Regions from separate parts of the Sus scrofa genome. Here regions 2 and 3 are each linked to region 1. A link is a contact called in public Hi-C and promoter capture Hi-C data. All regions are on one chromosome and are shown on one strand. Each heading gives the region's core, a stretch centred on a gene start, on an enhancer-like site or on the middle of the called end of the contact. The rest is flanking DNA. Distances are from core to core; before and after follow the strand shown.

What was found. Promoter capture Hi-C pulls out the DNA fragments that hold promoters and counts their contacts. A called contact is a pair of places that touch in the nucleus more often than the background predicts.
Region 2: a Hi-C map of mesenteric adipose tissue shows a contact between it and region 1, with 1.5 times the contacts expected there. The contact joins two enhancer-like sites. A contact is called at or near these places in 7 of 47 Hi-C or Micro-C datasets (alveolar macrophages, embryonic fibroblasts, mesenteric adipose tissue and 2 more) and 1 of 2 datasets of contacts at active chromatin or transcription factors (skeletal muscle).
Region 3: a contact with region 1 is called in a promoter capture Hi-C map of fetal liver, with 2.9 times the contacts expected there. The contact joins the promoter of SYF2 here to the enhancer-like site in region 1. A contact is called at or near these places in 2 of 5 promoter capture datasets (fetal liver and liver), 9 of 47 Hi-C or Micro-C datasets (alveolar macrophages, embryonic fibroblasts, fetal heart ventricle and 6 more) and 2 of 2 datasets of contacts at active chromatin or transcription factors (alveolar macrophages and skeletal muscle).

What each region holds. Positions count from the first base shown.
Region 1 is chr6:82,996,647-83,000,965 of Sscrofa11.1, forward strand. No RefSeq gene overlaps it. Among named protein-coding and RNA genes, the nearest start is that of LDLRAP1, 32 kb to the right of the region's middle. Within about 2 kb of position 2,230, at least 22 of the 83 cell types and tissues checked have an H3K27ac peak or open chromatin away from gene starts, as enhancers often do. A contact at or near this core is called in fetal liver, liver, mesenteric adipose tissue and 3 more, where this site is marked.
Region 2 is chr6:83,190,732-83,195,050 of Sscrofa11.1, forward strand. The region is part of intron 2 of MAN1C1 (mannosyl-oligosaccharide 1,2-alpha-mannosidase IC); the gene reads left to right. Among named protein-coding and RNA genes, the nearest start is that of SELENON, 54 kb to the right of the region's middle. Within about 2 kb of position 1,765, at least 23 of the 83 cell types and tissues checked have an H3K27ac peak or open chromatin away from gene starts, as enhancers often do. A contact at or near this core is called in mesenteric adipose tissue and skeletal muscle, where this site is marked.
Region 3 is chr6:82,841,691-82,846,009 of Sscrofa11.1, forward strand. SYF2 (pre-mRNA-splicing factor SYF2) reads right to left here and starts at 1,794. Exons shown (of 7, transcript XM_021095593.1): 1 at 1,674-1,794; 2 at 1,341-1,451. The coding sequence starts at 1,700.

The sequences.
Region 1 (4,319 bases), core at 980-3,479:
AGGGAGGGGCAAAGCAAAATTGTATTTGGAAACTAGGAAAATTAAGGAACCAAATAGATTGGTTTTGCTTCCTTGCCATGGATTCTGGAAGGACATAGTTCTTCTAAAATTTCCTGTTAATTGGCATGTATGTCTCATTTAAAGCAAATTAAGTAGGACAAGCAAGTCAGCAAAATAGAAGTATTAAAAGAATCATCCTTTTAATCACAGATCTTATTTTGGGATTAAAAACTTCTAGCTTTAGCCAGGTGTGCATGTTGCTGCCATTTTGCATTTTTGAATCATCTTGTGTAATTGTCACCATGAAAGTGTTATTCAGAATTGTCATAGATTTTTTTTCATCTTTGTGCAAAAACATGGAAAATTGTCACTGACTTTGTGTTGAGGTTTCCCCCATTTTGCTGCCTTTTGGGACACTATTTTGGTTAAATACTTGGTCTTGGCTGCATTCTTTTTTTTTTTTTTTTCCTGTGGGGTTCAAAAGAATAAACATTTTCTTACAGATAAACTAGTTTTCTGCCTTTTTAACTTTTCAGGAGGGCACGTCAAGGTAGACTGTTGAGCTCGGGCCTTGGATTCTCACTCCTGCTCTGTCCTCATTTCAGCACCCACTTCAGTGGCAGTGTCCCGTGCAGCGGGCGGGCGCAGGTACAGGATTTGGGGTGAGTCCACCAGGGGCTCAGGTAGTTTTAGTTCTAGTCTTAACATAGGGTGGATCCATTCTCAATCCTCCCTCCCTCTTCCTTCCCCGCCTTTCCTCCTTCCCCTCCCCCCTCCCTCTTCCTTTCTCTCTGGCATCTGTTTAGAACCAAGACTGACTTGTTTTCTGGTCTGACCTTCCTTTTCTAAAAAAAGCCAGTTAGGGGTGGGGTTGGAGGTAGTTGGTGAGACATTTTTGAGAGCCAGTTTCCTTCCCATTTTCCAGAATCTCGTCGGGCTGCTTTGTGACCAGCACCCTATTGGGTTTCCTATGTGTCACAGATCCTGAACTGCCCTCGCAGGTAACCTCTTCGGTAGTCCTCCCTTGTTTCTAGAGGCTTTGTTTTTGTCCTCTGAGAAGCCAGCTGCCTCTCTCGGCCTTTGTTACAATTGATCTTGGCTTCAGTTTTGGAAAATACTGCTCTTGGCACCTCACCCCCTGTCCCTGTGGCTGGATAGCCTTCCTGAGTCTGGGCCGTTGAGGCGCTTGCAGACACACCACACTTGATACTGGGAGCAGCGCTCCCTGGGGAACCTCCTCGGCCTGGCATTTGCCTTCGCCTTCCCTGAAGGCATGTGTCTGCCTCCAGCATTCTCACTGTCATGTTCTTTTCCACCAAAGAGCTCTCCAGTTGTTTGTGTTATTTTAGGCCCATCATAAAATGGTTCCCTTTTAGTACAATATAATTTATTACATGCCATAAAACAGGATTTGCCATTCTGGATGGTTAAATAGCTAAGGAAAGAATGGACTGCGTGTGCTTTGGCTGAATAACCTCTTTGATGACATCTCCTAACTTGACAGAAGGAAATACCTGTTGTGTGCCCCTTCCCTCAGCATCTTTCCAAGACATCTCACAAGATGAGAATGAACGGTTCCTCAGGCTCCCAGCCTGAAGGCAGGGCAGAGTCCTTCTGCCCTCCCAGTTCCCCAGGCTCCCTGGGCTGTATTAACCGGGCTGTGCAAGGCCACCTGGATGGGCTGAACATGCCTCACAACTGCTCTCAGGTTGCTTCTGGCAAAATTCACACCACGCCAAAGGGAGGTGAGGAGGTAAACCGGAAACCCACCTTAAAGCCAATGAATGCAGTGAAGGCCAGCCAGGCAGCTGTTTTCAGGTGGGCCGCAGTAGCTAGACCTGGCTAGGATAAGGAGCCCCTGAGTTCTCGAGATGCCTCCTTGGCTGTGACTCAGTGATGCTGACTGCTGAGCAGGTTTCTTCACAGGCCTGCCTCTCCCCTCTGCAAAGCTCCTCGTCTGCTCCAGGCCTAGCCAAGCCCTGTGGATGGGAGTCTGCTCCCTGCTGTGCCCCAGCAATCTGTGACCCCCTCCCCTTAACCTCTCTGGGGTGGGGGCTGTTTCCTCACCTTTAAGAAGGAGAATTGTTCCTGGCTGCCCTGACTGCAGAAGGAGCTGCTGTGGGAATTAGGTGAAGTGACGACAAACAGGCTCTGCCAGCCAGGGCCTCCAATGGCGAGGTCAGGGGCTGAAGCTGGCAGTGGTGGTGAGGCGGGGCCTGCCTGGAATCCGAGTTCCCAGCAAGCCCCGCCCCGCCCTCTGCGGCCTGACTCCCTGGGGAGCTCCTCACCAGTGTGGTCCACACCTCGGGCCTGCCCCGCTTCAATGTCTCCAGGTGATTCAGTTGTTTATGCATAGTTTAGAAGCCCCAACCTGAGCTGACTTTCCTAATTCGAAGACTCAACACTGTCCCTCTCTGCTAGTTCAGAAGCAGCCAACACTCAAAAGCAGACAAAGCTTCAAAAATTAAGAGCTTAATTGATGAGGGGCAAGCTGGAGATGGAAATCTCAAATGTTACACATTTTCCTGCTTTTGTTGTCTCTCCCCTCCATTACAATGTAAACTCTACAAAGGCAGGAATTTTTGCTTGTTTATTTACTGCTATAACCCCAGAACCTAGAGCAATGACTGCCACGTAGCATGTGCTCAATGAATACTTACTGAATGAATATAGTTAATTAATAGATTAGACATGTAACCTGAAATACGGTGTCTTACCTGGATCAGAACACCCCTGCAATCATACTATTCGAATGACAGTATAAACAGAACTCTTTCTAGGAGAGGAGAAAATTTGAAGTGGAATATTCACCGTGACATCTTCCATCTGCCTGTCTCGAGTTGCTGCTGAAGCCTTGTTTTGCTTGATTTGTCTCTACAAACTCCTGCTTGACTTTGCCAGGTGCGAAGATTTCCTAAACAGCTGGATGCCCTGAGAACAATCACGTCTCCATCAGGAAAACCTCACTGCTGGAAGCTGCTGGGGGCCTAGCCGTTTTTAGCCAAGTGGCGCCTCAGACCCGATTTCCCCAAGTGCTGGCACCACTGCACCTGACCTCAGTGTGGGGCTTTTTCATTTTGACAGTCTTCAAATTGTAAAACAGAAATCCTTCTCCAGGAAGGTACCTGCTTAAAGACTGATCCATTTGCCCAAGGGAACCACATTTCTTTTCTTGGCTCCCTTCTTCTTTGGGCTTACTTTGTTCCTGCTTTAGTCCTACTTCAGTGTTTGCCTTTCATTCCTCTGCCTCTGCCTGAAGTTCGTTCTTTTTATTCCCTCAGGATGGGCTTGCTAGGGTTCTGGAATCATCTGCCATTATACCTCTGATCTCTGTCCTAAGAATCCCAGGCTTAGCATCAACATGGTGTGGCCTTTTAAGCCCCATCCAAGAAGCTCAGACAGGTTTCCTCTGGGCCATGGTCCATTCTGCCCCTGTTCCGAAGCTCTGCAAGCCTCCAGACACCTTCTGGCGGGGACTTCAATGAGGTGTGTTTGGCCGGCGGTGTTGTCAGCAGAGTCGGCTTTTCAACATTCCCTTCCCCTTTGTCCTCAGAACTTGTGCTGTTTTGGCACATTATCTGGTACCAGGCCCACATTTACCTAAAACAGTGGTTCTCAAACTTTAGGGTTCATCAGAAGTGCCTGCTTAATGGCTTGTTAAAATGTAAATTGCCGCGCCCCCACCCTCGGAGATTCTGATTCAGGAGGGTTGGGAGAGAACGTGAACATCCGGGTTTTGAACAAGTTCCCAGGTAAGGCTTCGTCCCTGGGACCCCCTGTGGGAATCACTGACTGGAGAGCAAGGCTGGGCCCTGGGGCCCAGCCCTGCCTGCAGCCAGCCCCTCTGGCTGCCACTAGAGGGCACATGCGGTCTTAGCAAGAGGCCCTCTCACCTCCAGTGCCAGCTCCACTGGACAGCAGAGGTTCTTCCCTAAAGATTTCTTTCTTTTTAATTATAAGTTTTGTTACTATGTATTAGGAAGAAATACTGATTTTAAAAAATAAGACAGGTTCTCAAAGTCTGTCTCTGACAATCATTAATGGTCTGAGGGACCAGCCTTGCGATGGAACTCAGAGTTCCCACTGTAGCGCAGCAGAAACAAATCCGACCAGGAACCATGAGGTTGCGGGTTCGATCCTTGGCCTTGCTCAGTGGGTTAAGGATCTGGCATTGCCATGAGCTGTGGTGTAGGTTGGAGACGCGGCTCGGATCCTGCATTGCTGTGATGTAGGCCAGTGGGGCTGCAGCTCTGATCAGACCCCCTAGTCTGGGAACCTCTATATGCCATGGGTGCAGCCCTAAAAAGGACAAAAAGATA
Region 2 (4,319 bases), core at 515-3,014, 190 kb after region 1:
AGGTGGTGGGAACCTTTGACCTCAAGGAGCTCACTGTCTAGTTAGGGGGCGAGACAGCTCCACAGTGCAGAGTGGGAATGGAGAACACTGAGCGGGACGCCTGAGAAAGTGCTTTGGGAGCTCTCTGGGCAGGAGGTTGGCTGGCTGCAATCAGGGAAGGCTGCCGGGAGGAGGCCTTGAAGAAGGTATAGGTTTTGTCTATGCCCGGATGCACAAAGAAGTCTTGTTGGCAAGACCATATGTGCAGGGGTAGGGAGGCTGGAGCGTGCAGCCTGTGTCCAGGAAGCAGAGCTTGTTGGGAGGTGATATTAGCCAGATCCTTTGAAGCCCAAAAGGCTTGACCACTACCGTGTACTTAGTGCATGGGTATTGAGAAGCCATTGCAGGTTCCTGAGCCGGGGAGGGGCACAGTGGATCTGGTTTTAGGAAGACAGGTCAGGGACAGTGTACAGGGTGAATTGGAGTGGAAGGGAGGGGTCCTGGAAGTAGGTAGACCCTTTCAGAGGCAGGGGCACATTCAAGTCAGGGGTACAAAGGCTCAGCAGCAGATGCAGGTGGGACCCATATGACGCTTTTCCCTTAATTTCGGCCAAGGCTTTTGCAAGCTGCGCCTCATGCCCACACTGCCCTACAGGGTGGGGAAAAGCCATACTGCAGGAGCATCACAAAGTCTCAGCGACCCCAGAAGCCGTTGTGGAAGGGCTGCCCAGGACCAGCTTCTGTTTATGGGGGCAAGCTCACATGTACCCAACGTTGTGCTACCTCCTTTCCATCCACTGCCCCATTTATCCCTCCCAGCAGCCTTACGAGGTGGGTCCTACTATAATTTCCATTTTGCAGATGAGAAAAATGGGGCTCAGTGAGGTATAGTGACTTGCGCTTGTACACAGCTTATGCATAATTGAGCCAGGATTTGAATCAGCATCTCCCTGGCCAGGCCAGTGTTTCAAGGGGAGCTAAGGACCCCCAGAGATAAGAACAATGAATTGATTTGTCAAGCACTTACTCTGTGCCAGGCATGTGTAGATGTCTTTATCAGATGTATTATATGATACCGTTACCCACCAGCTCAGGAACCCTCAGTGGCTCCCTAGTACCCCAGCCCAGTGGTCTTCACCTCATTTTACAGGTGAGAACTTTAACACTGACAACAAATGTGTTGCTGGCCCAAGTCCGGATTTGAACCCAAAGATGTGTTCTTTTAACAGATCTCACTGCCTCCTGCCTGTCAGGAAGGGGAGGGAGCGGGGGTCCTTTGTGCACAGCGAGGGTTCCAGACCCAGGAACCAAAGCTTCCAGGCGGGCTGCCTGACTGTCCGTGCCCGTTGGGGGTCTGTTTACTGAATGGGCAAGTGTCTTTTTCCCCCGGGGAGCTCCCCAGGCCGCTGCAGGTGCAGATAGAGTTGAATCCAGGATAGGGCCTTCTCTCCTGCCCAGCCTGGCCGCCAGGTAACCCCTGGCCTGAAAGAAAAAGCGTTCCAATAAGTGACTTCCTGGCCTGCAGCCTAGCCGTGTTGGGGAGGGGGCGGGGGCGGGGAGGAGAGGAGGCCTCAGGAACCCAAGAGCAGGGGCAGAACTTGCCAACAGATCTCTTAGCGAGCTGCCTCGGGAGTGTTTAGGAAGGATAGCTGGTCATGAGGTGCCCTGGCTGCCCTCCCGGCCCAGCTGAGGCCGTGGGGACTCTGGGCTCAGGGTCGGCCCAGGGGACAGAGGGCCCGTGGGGTGAAAACACCAGGCAGCCTGGGGCAGGATTCAGAAATCAGATACTCCGGGCCTCCCCTCCCTTGGCCTTGAAGGACACACAGCCTGGGCTCCTCTTCACTGGTCAGAGCAGCCTCCTGCCCCTGCGGGGGAGGGGTTAGCAAGCAGAGCTGAAATTGTCTTCACGGGGAATTGAAGGCCCCTTTCCTTGTGGAAAACACACCACACTGGGCCCTGGCTGGGGCTCCACGCCTCCCTCAGTCTTATCTGGGGCGGGACCTCCCTGGGGTCCTCATCTATGAAATTTAGGGGTAAGGGAGTGGGATCTCAGAAACCCCTCCAGGCCTTTAAGAAGTCAGGTTTGAGGCCCCGTGGTTAACAGGAAGAGGGCCTGGCTTCAGAGCCAGGAGTATGGACACCAGGACTCTCTCAGCCTCTGTCCACATGTGGCCCATCAATGCCCCAAGGCCTGGGCACCTCAGGCGGGTAAGGAGTTCCCTTGAACTGTGTTCAGCCTTGGACACCTACAGGGGAGGCAGCCAGGATAAACCAGGAAAAGATCAACTTTGTTTGGCTTTGAGTACGTTTGCCTACTAATCCCTAAGTGTAGGAAGGATTGACACTCTGGAAATTCACTTCAACCCAAGTGCCAAAGCCATCCCAGGACACGTGCCTCTGGATTGCAAAGCGTCCGCGTGCCCCCACCCTTCCCTCCCTCCACTCTTCCTGGCAAACCCTCCCTTCTGGAAATGGGTCTTTAACCTCCAACTTCTCCTGGATCTCCCTCCCATCCTTTTCCGGGCCATGCCTTTTTTTAATTTATTAGACCTTGCCCAGTCTAGAGAGGCGGTTAAGTGTTTGGGTTTCACAAGGATTCTCTGCCTGCAAAGTCAACACGAGTGAGCAGCTAGGGAAGCACTAATTAAGGAGATTAAATGTGAACTCTGAATGCGGGAGAGGGGGGCCACAAAGCCGTGCTTCAGACTCAAGTGGGGCCCGCGGCGCCTGTCAGCAAGCTCTTGTGTTCACTGGGGGAAGTTGGAGCCCCTGTGTCTCAATGCTTTGAGCCTATGCAAGGAGGACACTGAAGAAACAATTGCTCCTCTTAAGCTACCCTCTAGTCCCTAAAAGAAATTGCTGCTGCCTGCAATGACTGTACTCAGAAGGAGTTGATTGGAGGCTGCCATCTCTTCGGAAGCCCTCCAGATGGCACCAAGCAAGCTCCTCCCCCGCCCCGTCACCGTCCTCTACCAGCCAGGCCCTGGCTGTCCCTCATGGGAATGTCGTCTTCGTCACTCTGCTATCCAGTCTGTGATGTGGAAAACTGCTCCATTTTCTCAGCCTTTATTTCCAGGACAAGATTCTAAGGCCCCGAGGCAGGGGCCAAGCCTGGTAGCTCATGCTTTATGTACTCACGGGCTTAGAGCAAGAGTGGCCACGGAATCTTTGGGTTTTGCATTTGTTGGTTGCTTTGCCCAAACTGTTTCCAAGAAAGAAAGGGAAGGAAGGAAGGAAGAGAAATTAATTAATTTCTGGTTATAAAAATAATCCATGAGCTGAAGAAATCAAGAAGCACCTATAATCCCAGCATAGAGAGGAGATAGCCACTGAATCATGTCCTGCCAGACTTAATTGTGTCCATGGTGGCATACAGTAAAGAAATTCTATTGCCTTTTTTTTTTTCAATCTACTTTTTTTTTAGTTTAACAGATCCCATGGATGGTGCCCCAGCTAACACAGGTCTTCCTCACCTGTGTGCATGTCTGCATAGTGTCCTATTTTATATACAAGCCACAATGGGTATAACGAATCCACTATTGTTGGACTTGAGGGTTTTTTTCCCCAACTTTCACCCATTATATGCTGCAATAAGTATCTTTCTGGATCGATATTTATGAACATCTTTTTTTCCTTAGAATAAATTAAGAAATGGAATTGAGGAGTTCCCGTCGTGGCGCAGTGGTTAACGAATCCGACTGGGAACCATGATGTTGTGGGTTCGATCCCTGCCCTTGCTCAGTGGGTTGAGGATCCGGCGTTGCCATGAGCTGTGGTGTAGGTCGCCGACGCAGCTTGGATCCCGCGTTGCTGTGGCTCTGGCATAGGCCGGTGGCTACAGCTCCAATTGGACCCCTAGCCTGGGAACCTCCATATGCTGCGGGAGCAGCCCAAGAAATGGCAAAAAGACAAAAAAAAGAAAAAGAAAAAAAGAAATGAAATTGAAGAGTCAGAGGACTGGAACATTTGTTATGATTCTGTAGACCCCCAAGTCAGTTCATCTGCCCCATCCCCGCCACCCCCAGCCTCAGAGAAAGGTGGCAGATGCCTGGCTGGCACTGATGGTTGACTTGCTGGCAGACATAAGAGTGGACCAAGTTCTGGGAAATGGCTCAGCCATTAAACTTGGTCTCCCTGACCTGCCACCCACTCTTTGCTGTCCTGAGGAGGAAGCAGCCCATAGCAGGACTCTGGGTCTTAGACATGCCTTCAAAGGCCCAGAGTCCCCCTGGATGGTGCCCGAGAGCCTGGCCAGGTGTTTAGAGGAGGCCTGGGGAATGGTGGCTCACATGGTTGGAGTGGAAAGGGTCAGAATGACCCTGAGTCACAGCTTCATCCTC
Region 3 (4,319 bases), core at 544-3,043, 160 kb before region 1:
TTAAAGAAGCATGACTCTGCTCTGAATCAGGCACTGTAAGAAAGCCAGGACATTCTATGATTGGTATCTTTAGTTTTCATATAGGAGCCAAGGTAACTGAGTGAGACTAGTTGTACTTGTCACTGGTGTTAGCAGAAGAAGGTGCTGTGTGGTCATTTCTGTGGTTGGCACAGTCTTGTTTTTGTTACACTCTGATAGAGTGATAGAGTGATGTTGGGAGTTTTATGAAACCATGGCAAAGCTGTCAGGCCACTGAGTTGAAACAGTCAAGAAATGCTTTTTTGTTTCTTGGCTCCAACTGTAGCCAATTGTTTGCTGGACTCCTATCTCAGATATGAATTCTCTTCCATTGCATTTCTTCCCTTTGTGTACATATTTTGGTTTTGTTTTTGTCTTTCTGCCATTTCTAGGGCCGCTCCTGCAGCATATGGAGGTTTCCAGGCTAGGGGGTAGAATCGGAGAAGTAGCTGCTGGCCTACGCCACAGCCACAGAAACGCGGGATCCAAGCTGTATCTGCGCCCCACACCACAGCTCAGGGCAACGCCAGATCCTTAACCCACTGAGCAAGGCCAGGGATCAAACTCACAACCTCTTGGTTCCTAGACGGATTTGTTAACCACTGAGCCACAATGGGAACTCCGCCTTTGTGTAAATATTTTGGACATTTCATTTTTATGTTAATATCTTACTCATCTTTCAAGCAGTAGTTTAGGTGTCATCTCTTATAGGAGACACTCCCTGAGGTCCCCCAAACTGCAACAATATCTCCTCCTCTGCACTCCCAAGGTTCTTTGTTCCTATCTCAATTTTACAACATATATTTTTTAACAATATTTACAATATAATTTTTTAACAACAGTGTAATTTCTAGCCAGAAAATTCTCTCCTCGACTTAAGAACAGAGGCCTTATCTTACTCATCTGGTTCCCCACCAACTAGCTGAACTACTGACCCTACAGACTTTCCGAGATTTGCTGAGTACTTTTCAATGAAGCGACAACCAACTCTTGCTAACATGGACGAGTTTCTTCCATATATATTTCCCTAGATACAATGAAGAGTTTATACAAATCACACAGCAGGGAGGTTGTTAGTAAGATAAATGCCCAAACCAGCCCAACTAAGTTAAAACAGATGTGGGTGGGAGGAGGGCTGGAGAGAGCATGTCCCTTTCCAAAAGTGACTCCAATGTACTGCGAGGGTTGAGAACTACCGGAACGGAACTTTTATCCTGCCCTGCGGGCCTGTCACACGCGCGGGCGCGGCCTCCTCGTCCCTCCAGAAACGCGCACGGCCCCGGCCGGGTAAAAGGTCTCAGCGGGCCTCTCTGGCTACTCACCCGCTTCAGATGCAGTTCCCGGAATTTGCGCAGTCTCTGTTCGCGCTTCTGGGCGGCTAGCTCCTCGGGCCCCAGTGGGGGCTGCTGCTCTTCTGCGCCGTTCCCCGGCACCTACAGCGAGGAGGACAGGCTAGAGTGGGGCCAGTTCGACTTCTTCCCGGAAGGCCCAAGCGATTCCCCACAAGTCCCACCAGGCCGGAAGCTCAGAGCCGACCCAGACCCCACAGTAGCTGTACTTTCCTAGTCTGAAACACAAGCATCTCCTCCACCTCTCGCCCTTGCCAACCACCGGCGCCCTAACTAAAACCCCTGGGTAAGGCCGGCGTCACTTACCTTCTCGACCAGAGTAGCAGCCGCCATTACAGCCTTTCCTTTCCCACTTCCGGCAACAACTCGGAGCACTTCCGCCAGCCTTTGGACTGCCGCGTCAGTACAGGTTAGTAACTAGCGTAAGTCCCGCCCCTTCCAGGAAGCCTCAGGCAATTGGGACGAATCTTTGCCTCTTTCAGACGTGAGAGGTTTTCTATTGGGCAAGGCCTTGCGCAGCCGCAAAAGGCCCGGGGACGGGGAGGGGCGAGTTGGAAAAGGGTGTGAAGTGTTGCGGAAAGATTGACTGGGTAGGAATGGCCTAATGGGGGTACGGTGCAAAGTCGCCTCAACTGTGTATTGTACTCTTCAACGGAAAGGGCTTTCCCTTTAGCGCTTAGCTTCCGTGTCACCTCCTCCGAAGCAGGTCTTCCCTGACGACGCTGTTTCGCGTAGGCCCTAGGGACCGTCATATGGCAGTATTTTAAGATATTTTTCTCATCTGTTCTTTTTTCTTTTCCCCCAACGTTATAAACTGCAGGAGAGCAGGGCCTGTCCCGTCCTGTTCCTTCTTCCGTGCCTAGCAGGGAGACTGAGCCAGAATTAATAAGAGTTGAAGATATTAATATAATTCGGTAAGATTCTGGAAACAGGAGGAATATACGAAAATATTTTTTCTTCACTAAAACTTAATTAGAGGTGGAAATGAAAAAGTAATCCTCCAAATGAAAAGATACCTAGATATAAGATTTGAATGATAGCCGGAAGAAAGAAATGAAATAATTTGAAATACAGAAAGTTAAATTTCCAGGGAGTTCCCGCCGTGGCGCAATGGTTAACGAATCTCACTAGGAACCATGAGGTTGCAGGTTCGTTCCCCAGCCTTGCTCAGTGGGTTAAGGATCCGGCATTGCCGTGAGCTGTGGTGTGGGGCGCAGATACAGCTCGGATCCTGCGTTGCTGTGGCTCTGGCATAGGCTGGTGGCTACAGCTCCGATTAGACCCTTAGCCTGGGAACCTCCATATGCCGTAGGAGTGGCTCAAGAAAATGCAAAAAGACAGAAGAAAAAAAAAAAGTTAAATTTCCATTAATAACGAAGGGATTTCTGGTTGGAAGACAAAATATAAACATAATAGTACAAGGGTATCTCAGTATAAATGTGATGTTATTCTGTCAGAATCTCAGTGGGTTATTGTTTTTGTTTTTTGGAACTGGAAAATACCATGACAAAAATCTTTAAGTTCGGAGTTCCCGTCGTGGCTCAGAGGTTAACGAACCCAACTAGTATCCATGAGGACACGGGTTCGATCCCTGGCCTCACTCAGTGGGTTAAGGATCTGGTGTTGCCGTGAGCTGTGGTATATAGGCCAGCAGCTGTAACTCCGATTGGACCCCTAGCCTGGGAACCTCCAATGCCTTGGGTGCGGCCCTAAAAAAAACCAAAACAACCAACAACAAAACAAATATTGCGGGTAGTATTAATGACCAGGGTTCTTAGACTGTGTAATCAGTAGAAATTGATAAGAGGACAGATGAGAAATTCAGGCATGACTTTTATTAGGATTTGTACTGCAGCAGGAAGGAGTGAAAACGAGAAATAGGTGCCCTTGCTTGTTCCCTGAGGGGGACAGGGAGCTGGTCCTTTATTTGGGGTGAGGGTAGGAGCTGATCCATGTGTCCCCGCTGAAGGGGCTGCCTAGGTGGTCGGCCCAGCCCCTTGGTGGCGCTGTGTGCAGGGATCATGCACAGTACTCTGCTTTTGCTCCCAACACCTCAGAAGTGGCAGTTGAGTTTTTGGTCTTTTTGTATCTTGTTCACAATTTGCCCCAGTTATTTTTAATCCCCTATAGTTTCTTTGTATGCTGTTGCTCAAAGAGAGGTCGAGGTGCAAGCCCTGCACCAGAAGGTCTCAGGTTTCAGTTCCCTAGCCTAGGAACCTCCATATGCTGCTGATAAGGCACTAAAAAGACAAAAACAAAAACAAAAATTGTTTCAGTTTTTTGTAAAAGAAAAAAATTGGAAACAACTCAAATATCTGTCAATAGAAGACTGCTTAAATACATTATGGTACATTCAGTGGAACACGGTGAAGCTGTAAAAAGGAACAAGGCAGCTCTCTGTATAATAATTTGGAAAAATGTCCAAAATATACTAAGTGAAAAATGCAAGGTACATAGCATAGTTATATAGTTATAGTATGCCACATTTAAGGGACAATGGACAGGGTTAGGGTTACTAGGAATATATTTTTGTTTGCAAGGGGCTAATATAAGTGATTTATTTGTGGGGAGTTACTATATGTGTGTGTGTTTATATATACATATATAAAATATTTTGAACCATATTAATATATTTCCAATTCCAAAATTAAAAGTTAATTTTAAATTTTTTATAGAAATAGCCAGGGAATGTGCTTGAGCTCATCAGATCTCAGAAGCTAAGCAGGGTCAGGCCTGGTTAGAACTTGAATGGAAGAAATAGCCAGGGGTATTTGGGGGGGGGGGCGATGAAAAGAGATTTGTCTTACCAGGAATTAAAACCTAAGACTTTTGTCTTCAGACAAAAATTTTAAAATGCACAGAAAATGACATATAAATCAAGTGGAACAGAATTGAAGGTTCACAAGTGGATTTAGTGGGAAAGTGATACTTTTTTTTTTTTTTTGGCTTTTT